Linked DNA regions of Mus musculus: region 2 is linked to region 1. The links are chromatin contacts, called in public Hi-C maps. All regions are on one chromosome and are shown on one strand. Each heading gives the region's core, a stretch centred on a gene start, on an enhancer-like site or on the middle of the called end of the contact. The rest is flanking DNA. Distances are from core to core; before and after follow the strand shown.

Region 1 (6,102 bases), core at 1,732-4,231:
CCAGAGACTGCTCCACCTGGGGATCCATCCTATATACAGTCACCAAACCCAGACACTATTGTGGATGCTAACAAGTGTTTGCTGACAGGAACCTGATATAGCTGTCTCCTGAGAGGCTCTGCCAGTGCCTGACAAATACAGAGGTAGATGCTCTCAACCAACCATTGGACTGAGCACAAGGTCCCCAATGGAGGAGCTAGAGAAAGGACTGAAGGAGCTGAAGGAGCTTGCAGCCCCATAGGAAAAACAACAATATGAACCAACCAGTACCCCCAGAGCTCCCAAGGACTAAACCACCAACCAAAGAGTACACATGGAGAGACCCATGGCTCCAGCTGCATATGTAGAAGAGGATGGCCTTGTTGGACACCAATGGCAGGAGAGGCCTTTGGTCCTGAGAAGGCTTGATGTCCCAGTGTAGGGGAATGCCAGGACAGGGAAGCAGGAGTGGGTGGGTTGGTGAGCAGGGGGAGGGGGTATATGATAGGGAGTTTTCGGGTGGGAAACCAGGAAAGGGGATAACATTTGAAATGTAAATAAAGAAAATATCTAATAAAAAAGTGTAGTGATGAAATTGAATAAGAATTTAATGAAGAATAACAAGGAAATAGCACATAGGCTTGAGTGAGCACTTTAAAAGTGAATTTTGTGTTGTGTAAACTTCATCTTAACTTAGCACCAGTGAAAATGATGATCAGGACTTTAACTCAAAACTAAAGACCAGACTCTCTTTCCTGCAGTCCCTCTCTCTCAGGGTATGGCACTACCCTGCTGTAGTAGTACTGTGCCAGGAAAGTTTTAATGACTATCTCCCTACATCCACCATTCAAAGCATCCATTTTTAGCATTTTTCAATATCTGTGGTGTAAATATTCCCACCACTGAACTTGGATTTGGCTGAGACACCCAGAGCTAACCCTTGTGATCCACTATAAACCAGTCACAGCACAGACATGTACCCAGTTCGGGAAAACCACAACCTTTGGAAATATACCCCAGTGCTTGGTGGAATCCACCCTAGAAGCCCCATGGGACGATGTGGTCACCTCAGCATTATAACTGCAATTTCATCTTGCCCTCTGCTTTGGGGTTGTACCTTTTATTTTATTTTATTTTTTTATTTGTTGCCAGCAAATTTTTTTATTATTACGTATTTTCCTCAATTACATTTCCAATGCTATCCCAAAAGTCCCCCACACCCCCCCCCCCACTCTCCTACCCACCCATTCCCATTTTTTGACCCTGGCGTTCCCCTGTACTGGGGCATATAAAGTTTGCCTGTCCAATGGGCATCTCTTTCCAGTGATGGCCAACTAGGCCATCTTTTGATACATATGTAGCTAGAGTCAAGAGCTCTGGGGTACTGGTTAGTTCATAATGTTGTACCTACAGGGTTGCAGATCTCTTTAGCTCCTTGGATACTTTCTCTAGCTCCTCCATTGGAGGCCCTGTGATCCATCCAATAGTTGACTGTGAGCATCCACTTCTGTGTTTGCTAGGCCCCAGCCTAGTCTCACAAGAGACAGCTATATCATGGTCCTTGCAACAAACGCTTGCTAGTGTATGCAATTGTGTCATTGTTTGGAGGCTAATTATGGGATGGATCTCTGGATATGGCAGTCTCTAGATGGTTCATTCTTTTGTCTCAGCTCCAAACTTTGTCTCTGTAACTCCTTCCATGGGTGATTGTTTCCAATTCTAAGAAGGGGCAAAGTGTCCACATTTTGGTCTTTGTTCTTCTTCAGTTTCATGTGTTTTGCAAATTGTACCTTATATCTCGCTATACTAAGTTTCTGGGCTAGTATCCACTTATCAGTGAGTACATATCATTTGAGTTCTTTTGTGATTGTGTTACCTCACTCAGGATGATACCCTCCAGGTCCAACCATTTGCCTAGGAATTTCACAAATTCATTCTTTTTAATAGCTGAGTAGTACTCCATTGTGTAAATGTACCACATTTTTGTATCCATTCCTCTGTTGAGGGGCATTTGGGTTCTTTCCAGCTTCTAGCTATTATAAATAAGGCTGCTATGAACATAGTGGAGCATGTGTCCTTCTTACTGGTTGGGACATCTTCTGGATATATGCCCAGGAGAGGTATTGCTGGATCCTCTGGTAGTACTATGTCCAATTTTCTGAGGAACCACCAGACTGATTTCCAGAGTGGTTGTACAAGCTTGCAATCCCACCAACAATGGAGGTGTTCCTCTTTCTCCACATCCTCGCCAGCATCTGCTGTCTTACACAACAGAAAAATGCAAGGCTGGTATGTGCCATTTACATGAAAAAGAACTCTTTCTGCTGCCTTGTGGGCTGCTCTGCTGGCCCTCAACCAGGTTAGCATGGGTCAGGGACCACAGAATTTCTCATGACAGTTGAGAAAGGAACTTACCCAATTTGTTGATTTCACTATTTCTTCTTTTTCTTCTTCTCTTCTTCTTCTTCTTCTTCTTCTTCTTCTTCTTCTTCTTCTTCTTCTTCTTCTTCTTCTTCTTCTTCTTCTTCTTCTTCTTCTTCTCCTCCTCCTCCTCCTCCTCCTCCTCTTCCCCCTCCTCCTCCTCCTCCTCCTCCTCCCCTCTCTCCTCTTCCTCCTTCTCTTCAAATGAGTCAAGATTTAAACTATTTTCAGGCCTCTGCTTTCAACAGAACTCTGGTGTGATAGTCTTGACTATTTCCTGTATCAGTTTTGCTATTACCCACATCTATCAGAATAATGAGCACATTCCATGTGAGTTTCTCAGTTTCTACTGAGAAAAATGATTGGGCCACTCTTTTTTTTTTTTTTTTTTTTTACAGAGAGCTAATCTTGAAATCAGAATCTGTAGGTAGTGGACCTTCAATGATCACTGTTTCAAATCGAGATGTGACTTTAAAAAAAAAAAAAAAAAAAAAGGAATTCCAGACAGCTGACTGTGGCCAACAGCAGCTGTGTCACATGCTGGTCTGAGGAAGTGGTCAGAGGGCAAGCAACTCTATATTGCATTTTCTTTGCAGAATGGAGCCCTCTGCAGCTGAGTGAACCCAGGGGCTGGACGTGCTCACCCTATGACTAACAAAAACACTTCCAGCGTTGGGGGCAGATGAGGAAGGCTTCACCAGCTGGGGCTGAGAAACAACTTGGGGGAAGTAACTTGTCCCTGTCCCCCACTGCTGCTGAACATGGGATGGAGCTGGAGATATCTTCCTGTTCATGCCTGCACTGCACACACTACCTTTGTGGGCCTGCGGAGGCTCTTTGCTCTTGGCAGGGTTCTTGGGGTTAGGTTTTACTTGATTTTTATCTATACAGCTTTTATTGAGATTTTTATAAAAATGGGTTTTAGTTGTATGCATGTCTGGTGGTGTGTGTGTGTGTGGTATGGTGTGTGTGTGTGTGTGGTATGGTGTGTATGTGGTGTGGTGTGTGTGTGTGTGTGTGTGTGTGTGTGTGTGTGATATGGTGTGTGTGTGTGTGGTATGGTGTGTGTGTGTGTGTGTGGTATGGTGTGTGTGTGTGTGGTGTGTGTGTGTGGGGTATGGTGTGTGTGTGTGTGTGTGTGTGTGCGTGTGTGTGTCCAGAAAAGCATAAAGGATCCCCTCGAGGTGGACTAGCAGGCGATTGTGAGCCACCATGTAATGGTAGGAACCAAAGTGAGGATCTCTGTAAGAGCAGTAATGGCTGTTAGCTGCCAAGTCATCTCTCCAGGGCCATGTATGCCCTAAAGGAGTGCAAGGGAGGCCAGCATGGAAGAAGGCAGGCACTTTGCTATTGTCCCAAGTCTATAGGATAACTCTGGGCTCTCTGTTAGACTCCATTCAAGGACTCATGGGTAGAATCTAAGTAGAGAACAAACTATGAAATTTCTAGCTACCAATTCCCCGTGTAAATTTGGCCAGGGCAGATGATCAGTTTGTTCTCTGCAAATCCCACGGAATGGAAATCTTGGGATTTTTCTTCTTTTTTTCCTGACTCCAAGGTCATCTATTTCTGCCCTTTAACACTTGCCAATGTCCCTGTGGTCCTTGACACCTGAGCACTGCCTCCTTCAGTCTCACTGTCATGTGACAGAGGTAAGGGACTAGTCTTTTTCTATTGCAGTCACTGACCCAACAACAACAACAATAACAATCCAACACTATGAAATAACTACATGGTTGAGCAAAATATAAAGCTGACATGGAAAGAAAATACAAAATGATTAAGTCACTGAAACACCATGCAAATTGCATCCTGATATGTTGTTGCCTTTTGAGTGAAGAGGAGAAAGGGATGGGGGGATTGCAACAGAGAAAAAAAGAGTGAAGGGCAAAGGGGTAGAGGAGCAAGGACTTATTTAATGGAGGAAAGTATCGGCGCTGACCCTGGTGCAGACCGTGCGTGGGGGCATTCTAAGCTTGGATTATTGTACACGTGTGTTCATGATGTGTCTTGTGTGGGAACACATGTGGAAGTCACAGAACACTCTCAGAATTGGCTCTTTTTTTTTTCTTTCTTTTTGTTTGTTTGTTTTTTGAGACAGGGTTTCTCTGGCTGTCCTGGAACTCACTCTGTAGACCAGGCTGGCCTCAGACTCAGAAATCTGCCTGCCTCTGCCTCCCGAGTGCTGGGATTAAAGGCATGCGCCACCACGCCTGACTAGAATTGGCTCTTTCCTGTCACCTTATGTAGGTTCCAGGGATCGAATTCAGTTTGCTCCATTTGCATTGTGAGCGCTCACTTCCCTGTTCCTCCAGGGTGCCATCTTGCTGGGCCAGAAAGCAAACAACAAAATGAAACAACTGTCTGTTTAAAGTGTGGTGGCAACCCCTTTAATCCCGCACTTGGGAGGCAGAAGCAGGTGAATCGCTGATTTACAGATTGAGTTCCAGGATAATTGGGGCTATACAGAGAAGCGCTATCTTGAAAAACTAAACAACCCAACAACAATAAATAACAACGCGCCCCCCCCCCAACACACATACACAACTCTTTCTTGTTTTTCTTCTTTTTCCTTCTTAGCTACACACTGCTGGTTCAGCTTGCAGTAGCCAAACCGTTGCCTACAGTGGAAGTCAACTGTATCAAGGGCCTGGAAGTAGCCAGAGACATGAGGAATTCAACTGTGGCAGAAGGGTTGTAGCTGTAGTTTGGGTTGGGGGATGGAGTGTGTATGTGCACAGGCTGCAGAAAATGTATTTGTAAAAGATTCTGATGCCAGTGGAAATTGTTTATCAGCCTCATGAGTATTCGAGTATTCGCCTTCTGATTGAAGCCACTAAAATGTCGGGTCACCTGCAATACACAAAGGAAGGCGTCGCCAATGATGGAACTTCAGGTGCCTTTAAGGTAGAGATCAGTAGGGGGCTGGTGAGATGGCTCAACAGGTAAGAGCACCTGACTGCTCTTCTGAAGGTCCTGAGTTCAAATCCCGGCAACCACATGGTGGCTCACAACTATCCGTAACGAGATCTGACTCCCTCTTCTGGTGTGTCTGAAGACAGCTACAGTGTATTTACATATAATAAAAAATAAATAAATCTTTTTAAAAAAAAAACTTAAAAAAAAAGGTAGAGATCAGTTTCTCTAGGGGGAAAGGAAGAATTTTCTCTTATATTAAAACAAAAAAGACACCCTTCTCCCAAAAAGCTTTAAGACTAGTGACCTGTGTGTGTCCATGCCTGTGAAGACCCAGATCTGCTTTGAGTGCCTTTCCTCTGGATCCATTGGCCTTGCTTGTTTGTTTTTTTTCAGAGTACTAGGGTTGAAACTTGGGCCTCCTGCACGCTAGGCCAGCTCTCTATCACTGAGCGAACTCTCCAGCCAGCTCACTTTCTTTTTGAAGTGGGACTCTATCTTCTGGAGAGATCTGCGGTTAGCTCATTATGCTAGCTGGCCAGCAAGCCCTGAGGGCCCTCCTGACCTGGCCTCCCAAGTGCTGGGATTACAAACCCTTTCCACCTGGGCATGGGGAGGTCTTTTCAGATGTCCTTATGTCCAAATCTTTTCCCCCTGCTTCATCCTCTCCTTTCTGAGCCTGTGCACATACTCAATATTATTTATCAAGTAGCTCCCACTGGAGGGAGGAAGAAGAGTTTGTATGTTTGGGGGGCGGGGAAGGGTGGAGGGTGGTTCTCCTTCTCT
Region 2 (6,070 bases), core at 3,511-6,010, 68 kb after region 1:
GTAGATATATTTCTCCCCAAGATTAGAGGCTCTGAGGCCCATGCATCCAGGTAGAGTGTCAGAGCTTTTTGCTTCTTGGAGAACGGAGCTAATGAATGTTGTAGGCCTGGATTCCTTCCCTTGATACTGAGCTCCTGGGAGAGGCATGCCTACTTCTGCTCCTCCACCTCACCCTTGATCTTCAACAGGAGCCTGGAAACTTAATTTGGGAAATGGCCAGGGAAAAGAGTTTTCCAGAGCAGAAGCAGGTGATAGAATAATGTCTGCCAGTTTCCACAGCAGTGCCCAGCGTGGAAATTGAACTAGTCTATCATTAGTTGACGATGTTTCACATTCCGGGATCGGTTTTAAAGTATGGTGAGAAATATGGGAAGGTAAAATACTGAAAACTAGCTTTTTATTACTTTCTTCCTTACAGGCAAGCTGTAATAGTTTGTATTGCTTTTAGTGTCTTTAATTCCCCTTTGTATCATTCTCTGGTGATTTCTGCATTCCTATCAATGGTAAATCTGATATTTATTAGTGCCCACTTTGCTCACTACTTCATTGTGCAGTAGTCCCACACAGTGGAGTGGGAGTGGGGGAAGCAGAATTTCTGAGTACAACACTGGTGTACAGATATGCTAGGGGCTAGCCTGGGGAGCTGGAAGAGTGTCTTGGGCCACCCTGTGCTCCTATAACAGAACATCCCGCACCGGACAATGTATGTAGAACAGAAATTTGGCTGGATGAGAAAGGTGTTTGTTGCCAAGCTCGAAGACCTGAGTTCAGTCCCCAGAACCCAGTGGAAGGAGAGAACCAACTCCTGAAAGTTGTTCTTTATCTTCTGGTTCTTGAGGCTGAAAAGTCTGGGACCTCAGGGTTGTGTGTGGTGAGGGCCTTCCTGCTGCCTTATCCCAGGACAACAGAGCAGAAGGGCGTGCCTGCCCGAGGGAAGGGGGCACTTCCCTGTAACTAACCAAGATAATTCATTCACTAGGGCTCTGTCTCTCCTCCTAAAAGCTTCACTCCTCTGCACTATTGCCCGTTGCTTGTGTGTGGTGCGATGTGAGTGGGGAGGAGGATGGTTGCATACAACGGAGGCAGACTATGGAAGCTCTTTCTTCTGATTTTGCCTCCTTTCTTAGCGCACAGAGTGAAGCAAGATCCTAAGTTTCGAGGGGAGGGCCAAGGAGATGCGGCCAGCTGCTTGGAGACAGGCAGGGATGTGAACTGACGCCAGGATGTGGGGAGGATTTAGAGCAGGGACATAGACTGATTATGCAGTCTCAGTTGGGGTCATTGGAGATTCAGGGTTTTGTAGCGGGCAAAGCTGTACATAGCCCAGCTTGAAGTCTTGACAAGACAGCAACACATATCAAGATGAGGAGAAGGCCTGGGAATGTAGCTCAGTGGTGAGTGCTTGCCTGATCTTGAGAAGGCCCTGGCTTCAGTGAGCCTTACCAGTGTGAGGCAGTGCAGCTCCTTGAGCTCTGTAGATGCTGACTGACATGCAAGCCCTCCGCGTGAGCCTCTGGGGCTGCTCCCACAGTTCCACTTTTTTGGAGATCAGTGGCTCAGTCCAAGGAGCCTGGAGCAGGCAGACCTGGTTTCCCTCTGAGGAAAGCTACCTCACTGTGTCCTCCCAAGGCCTTTTCTCATATCTCTGGCACATCTCCGACTCTCCCTGGGTCCCAGTCAGATTAGACAGGGCCCCCACCCTAATAACCCCCAATTAACTTAATCACCCCCTTGAAGGACCTGTCTTCAAACTTTCACACCTTTTTATCCACGGTAAGACTAATACAGCTGAGCACGGTGGGGCACATTTTTAATATCATGGCAGGCAGAGGCAGAGGGCTAGGTCAGCCTGGTCTACAAAGAAAATTCTAGGGCAGCCAAAGTTATGTAGTTGAGATCTTGTCTCAAAAAAAAAATTTTAAAAAATCATAAATGTATAACGAAGAAAAGTTTTCATCGAGCAGAACTACATATCTGTCTTTTGAAAGTCTTCTCTGTAGAAATCTCTGCAGAGCTTTGTGTTGGATCTCTGATGCGAGTGATAACCACATAGAAACATGCAAATAACAGTGGAGCGTGTGCGCATCCTGGATATCATAGAATACGTCATCCTACGGTGACAGAGGAAAGGGGGCGGGGCGTTGGTGAGCCGTGGAATCTTGATTCATCATCGTAGGAAAGAAATACGTTCATAAAGGAATCCAGTAAAACCACAGGGTATATGTATGGCATCTTAAAATTGGGGAGCAAACGGTGAAAGTAATTCCCTCCATGGAGCTGCACGTGGTAGAACGTGAGGCTCTGGAGGCAATGGGGTTAAACTTTTGTATGTTTTTGTTAGGCGCTCCCCCCCCCCCCCCCCCCGTTTATAAATAAAATTCATTATGATGTCTGTTGATTGATGTGCTCACAGGAAGGGACCAAAGAGATAGGGGAAGGGCAGAAAACAAAAGCAATCCGTGCGTCCCTTGCACTGTATAAGGAAGGAGGCACCCTGTCTCGTGAGCACAAATGTTCTGATCTCTAACACAGATCTCCCCACACTCTGGAGACACACAGTCTCGAGGCTGCACCAAGTGTGGAACCTCCCCTCATTTGTTCTAATTCAAGTTCACCAAACAACTATTGCGGTCACGGGCTTTCCTGTAGGTTTCTTTATGGGGAAATGCGCTCCGCACCATTCTTTTTTCATTGACATTCCGAATTACACAGCTTTGCTTATGAGTGGATTTATAAACATGAGTCTCCCCGGGGATTGCCAGCTCTGGAGTTCTTGAGTCGGACTCCACAGGACAGTGGGCAGGACTAGACCTGAAATGAAGACAGCACACAGTCATGACCACTGCCTGTGAATGGCACCTTATTTTTGATAACAGCAACATGACTCAGCATGGAGTCCCCACTGCCAATAACTGGAGCCTAGGTAGGGAAAGTTCCCTGCTGTGTTGATCTCTGCAGGAGTGGGAGGAGGTGCAGCTTCAGTGTTGACACCCAGGCCTGCCTTGGAATTAGGTGCTTTGCAGATGATTTACACTATTTTCTTTTTCTTTTCTTTTCTTTTCTTTTCTTTTCTTTTCTTTTCTTTTCTTTTCTTTTCTTTTCTTTTCTTTTCTTTTCTCTTCTCTTCTTTTCTTTTCTCTTCTTTTTTTCTTTTCTTTTCTTTCTTTCTTTCTTTCTTTCTTTTTTTTTTAGAGATTTGTTTATTTATTATATGTGAGTACACTGTAGCTGTTTTCAGACACACCAGAAGAGGGCATCAGATCTCATTATGGATGGTTGTGAACCACCATGTGGTTGCTGGGATTTGAACTCAGGACCTTTGGAAGAGCAGTTAGTGCTCTTAACCTCTGAGCCATCTCTCTAGCCCTACACTATTTTCTTGAATGACAGTTTACACTATTGATTCATTCATTTCAACAGTCACCTTGAATAAAGAGCAGAGCAGTTTGTTGGAAGATATACAGGCCTAAAGATGAGTTCCGAAAACCAAGAAGGTAACCCAGCTAAATGCCATCTGATAGGGGGTACGGTTAGCACATACAGGAAGTATTATTCAGACTTCAAGGGAGGGGTATTCTGGCACCTATTCCAATGTACATGAACCATGATAGCATTATGCTAAATGAATCAGCCTGCTATAGGGGCTCAGCATTCAGTAGGCTGTAATGAGAAAGTGAGTTCCTTCTTAGTTTAGGACTAGTTTACACAACAAGATTCGGTCTGAAAAGAAGGAAAGAAAGAAAGAAAGAAAGAAAGAAAGAAAGAAAGAAAGCAAGCCAACCAAACAAAGCCCAAATCCCCCAAAACCAAAAAATAATAACAAGCAAACCCCCAAGCCCCAAACTAGAACATGTGATTCTACTCATTCAAAATGCATAGAATAGCCAGACAAACAGAAAGTACAGTGTGGTTTTCAGGAACGGGAAGTCAGACCTTCATGAGCACACCTTTTTTACATTTTACAAGTTGAAGAGTTTTGGGGATGTTATTTAGCCGCAATTTTTTGTTTGTTTGTTTTGTTTTGAGACGAGGTTTCTCTGTGTAACCCTGGCTGTCCTGGAAGTCACTCTGTGACCAGGCTAGTCTCTAACTCAGGAGATCTGCCTGCCTCTGCTTCCTTGAGTGTTGGGATTAAAGGCATGCCTCACAACTGCCTTGCTTAACAGCAATTTAGTGGCAGTGAACCCTACACATACAATGGTTAAGATACTGAATTTTAGTAGCGGGGCATGGTGGTACACCCCTTTAACCCCAGGACTCGAGATGCAGGCAGATCTCTTGAGTTCGAGACCAGCCTGGTCTATAGGCCAATTATATGTATTTTGCTACCAAACAACGGAATGGGGAGGGAAGAAAAGATTTTACTTCCTGCTCTAAGTTTACTACAACTTCACGAGAGACCAAACTTGATGGCTGGGATTTTATCGGAATACAGACAAAATAGAAGTTAATAATTATGTAATTTCCCCAGTTTAAAAAAAAAATCTTTTGTTAGAAGCCTTCCACTGATGCTGAGGAAATAAAACCCAGGAGACTGGGAACTGCATCTCTCATCCTGGGTCCGGTTGGAGCATGTCAGATTGGAACGAGTCACAAGCCCTCCTTTGCCCTGTAGATGGCGCTAGAACTGTAGTGCACCTCCAGGCACATAGGCGGCGCTCTAGCCGGACCTCTCCGTCCCGACCTCTATTACTCTTCTTTCCTTCTTCCGGTTCCGCCCCTCCTGTGGCTAGCTCACACTGCGCATGCGACGGCTGGTGGTCAGCGGGGCGATGGCGGCTTCTTCAAGTGGTGAGAAGGAAAAGGAGCGGATGGGAGGCGTTTCGGGAATGGCCGGCCTTGGCAGTACGCGAGAGCGGCTTCTGTCTGCGCTGGAAGATCTGGAGGTCTTGTCGAGGTAACCGCGGCCCGGGAGCCTGCTCCGGCCGGCTCGGCTGTGGGCGCTGACTTGGGTAGGCGGGCTTGGGAGGCTCCGTTGGACGTGGGGTCTAGGGCCTTCGGGGGCTTTGGGCCGCATTTCCCCGCCAAGGGGACATCTCAGTCACATGACCTGGAAACCAAGGCAGTCAAAACTTTAGTAGCCGGTAAGAGGGGCAGATCCGAGCCCCCTCAGTCATTGACACGCAACAGACATTTAAAAGCACGCTTCCCCCCAGTAGTCAAGGGGAGGCTAGATGCCAACACGAAGGAGCCCAGGGTGACAGGAGAGACAAATGTGTTAAAACGCTATGGACCAGATTTCTAAGGGTTGAGCCGCAGCCTCCTGCAGTCCACCGATGGGATTCCTATTCTGGTGGTAGCAGGGCACACGTCCCCAAGAAATGGGCTGCTAGTCAAATCAGATTTGTTAGGCGTCTGATAGATAGCCCATCATCTGAAAAAGCCTGGAAACATCAGGCAGGGCACAGTGGGGTTGGCTGGTGTGTGGCCGAGATAGAGTAAATTGGATGTCACACTCCACATCGTCGTGATAGTCTTAAATCTATCAGTTGAAGTCTTATCAAGGGAAGGCAGCCATGGCCACCGTCTTACAAGAAAACATAATTTACACAAATGGCAGCACTATTGGCCTACAGACCTACATAGTTGAGTCAGGAGGTTTTCTTGTAAATCACAGCTGAGTCTTTATCACGTGCAGTTAGCCAGCGAATGCTGAAGTGTTTGTAGTCACCATGAGAGTCCAGCATGTTAGGAGGACCATAAACCCAACAATCGGTTGGGGCAGGGAGCAATTTAAACAGTTTCTTTTGTGTTTCTACTGTGTTATGAAAAGGTTTCACTAGATATCTGAGGCTGGTCTGAGTCCTCCCAAACACTGAGTTTACAGGCAAGTATCACCATACCGTGATGGGTGTTTTTCTTTTAGGGAACTCATAGAAATGCTTGCAATTTCAAGAAATCAGAAGCTATTACAGCTGGAAGAGGAAAACCAGGTAAACTTTTTGTTGTTGTTTGTTTGTTTTTTATTAAAAAGTTATTAATGCCGGGCAGTGGTGGCTCGCACCTTCAATCCCACCACTTGTGGGGGAGTGGCAGGTGGATCTCTGACTTCCAGGTCTACAGAGGGAGT

The links. A called contact is a pair of places that touch in the nucleus more often than the background predicts.
Region 2: a Hi-C map of B cells shows a contact between it and region 1, with 11 read pairs. The contact joins the promoter of Med4 here to the enhancer-like site in region 1. A contact is called at or near these places in 1 of 15 datasets of contacts at CTCF or cohesin (CD8 T cells), 2 of 484 Hi-C or Micro-C datasets (B cells and the N1E-115 cell line) and 1 of 9 other capture datasets (adipose tissue).

The regions. Positions count from the first base shown.
Region 1 is chr14:73,439,095-73,445,196 of GRCm38.p6, forward strand. No RefSeq gene overlaps it. Among named protein-coding and RNA genes, the nearest start is that of Gm35450, 32 kb to the right of the region's middle. Within about 2 kb of position 2,982, at least 124 of the 459 cell types and tissues checked have an H3K27ac peak or open chromatin away from gene starts, as enhancers often do. A contact at or near this core is called in B cells, CD8 T cells and adipose tissue, where this site is marked.
Region 2 is chr14:73,505,289-73,511,358 of GRCm38.p6, forward strand. Med4 (mediator complex subunit 4) reads left to right here and starts at 4,761. Exons shown (of 7, transcript NM_026119.3): 1 at 4,761-4,897; 2 at 5,867-5,933. The coding sequence starts at 4,773.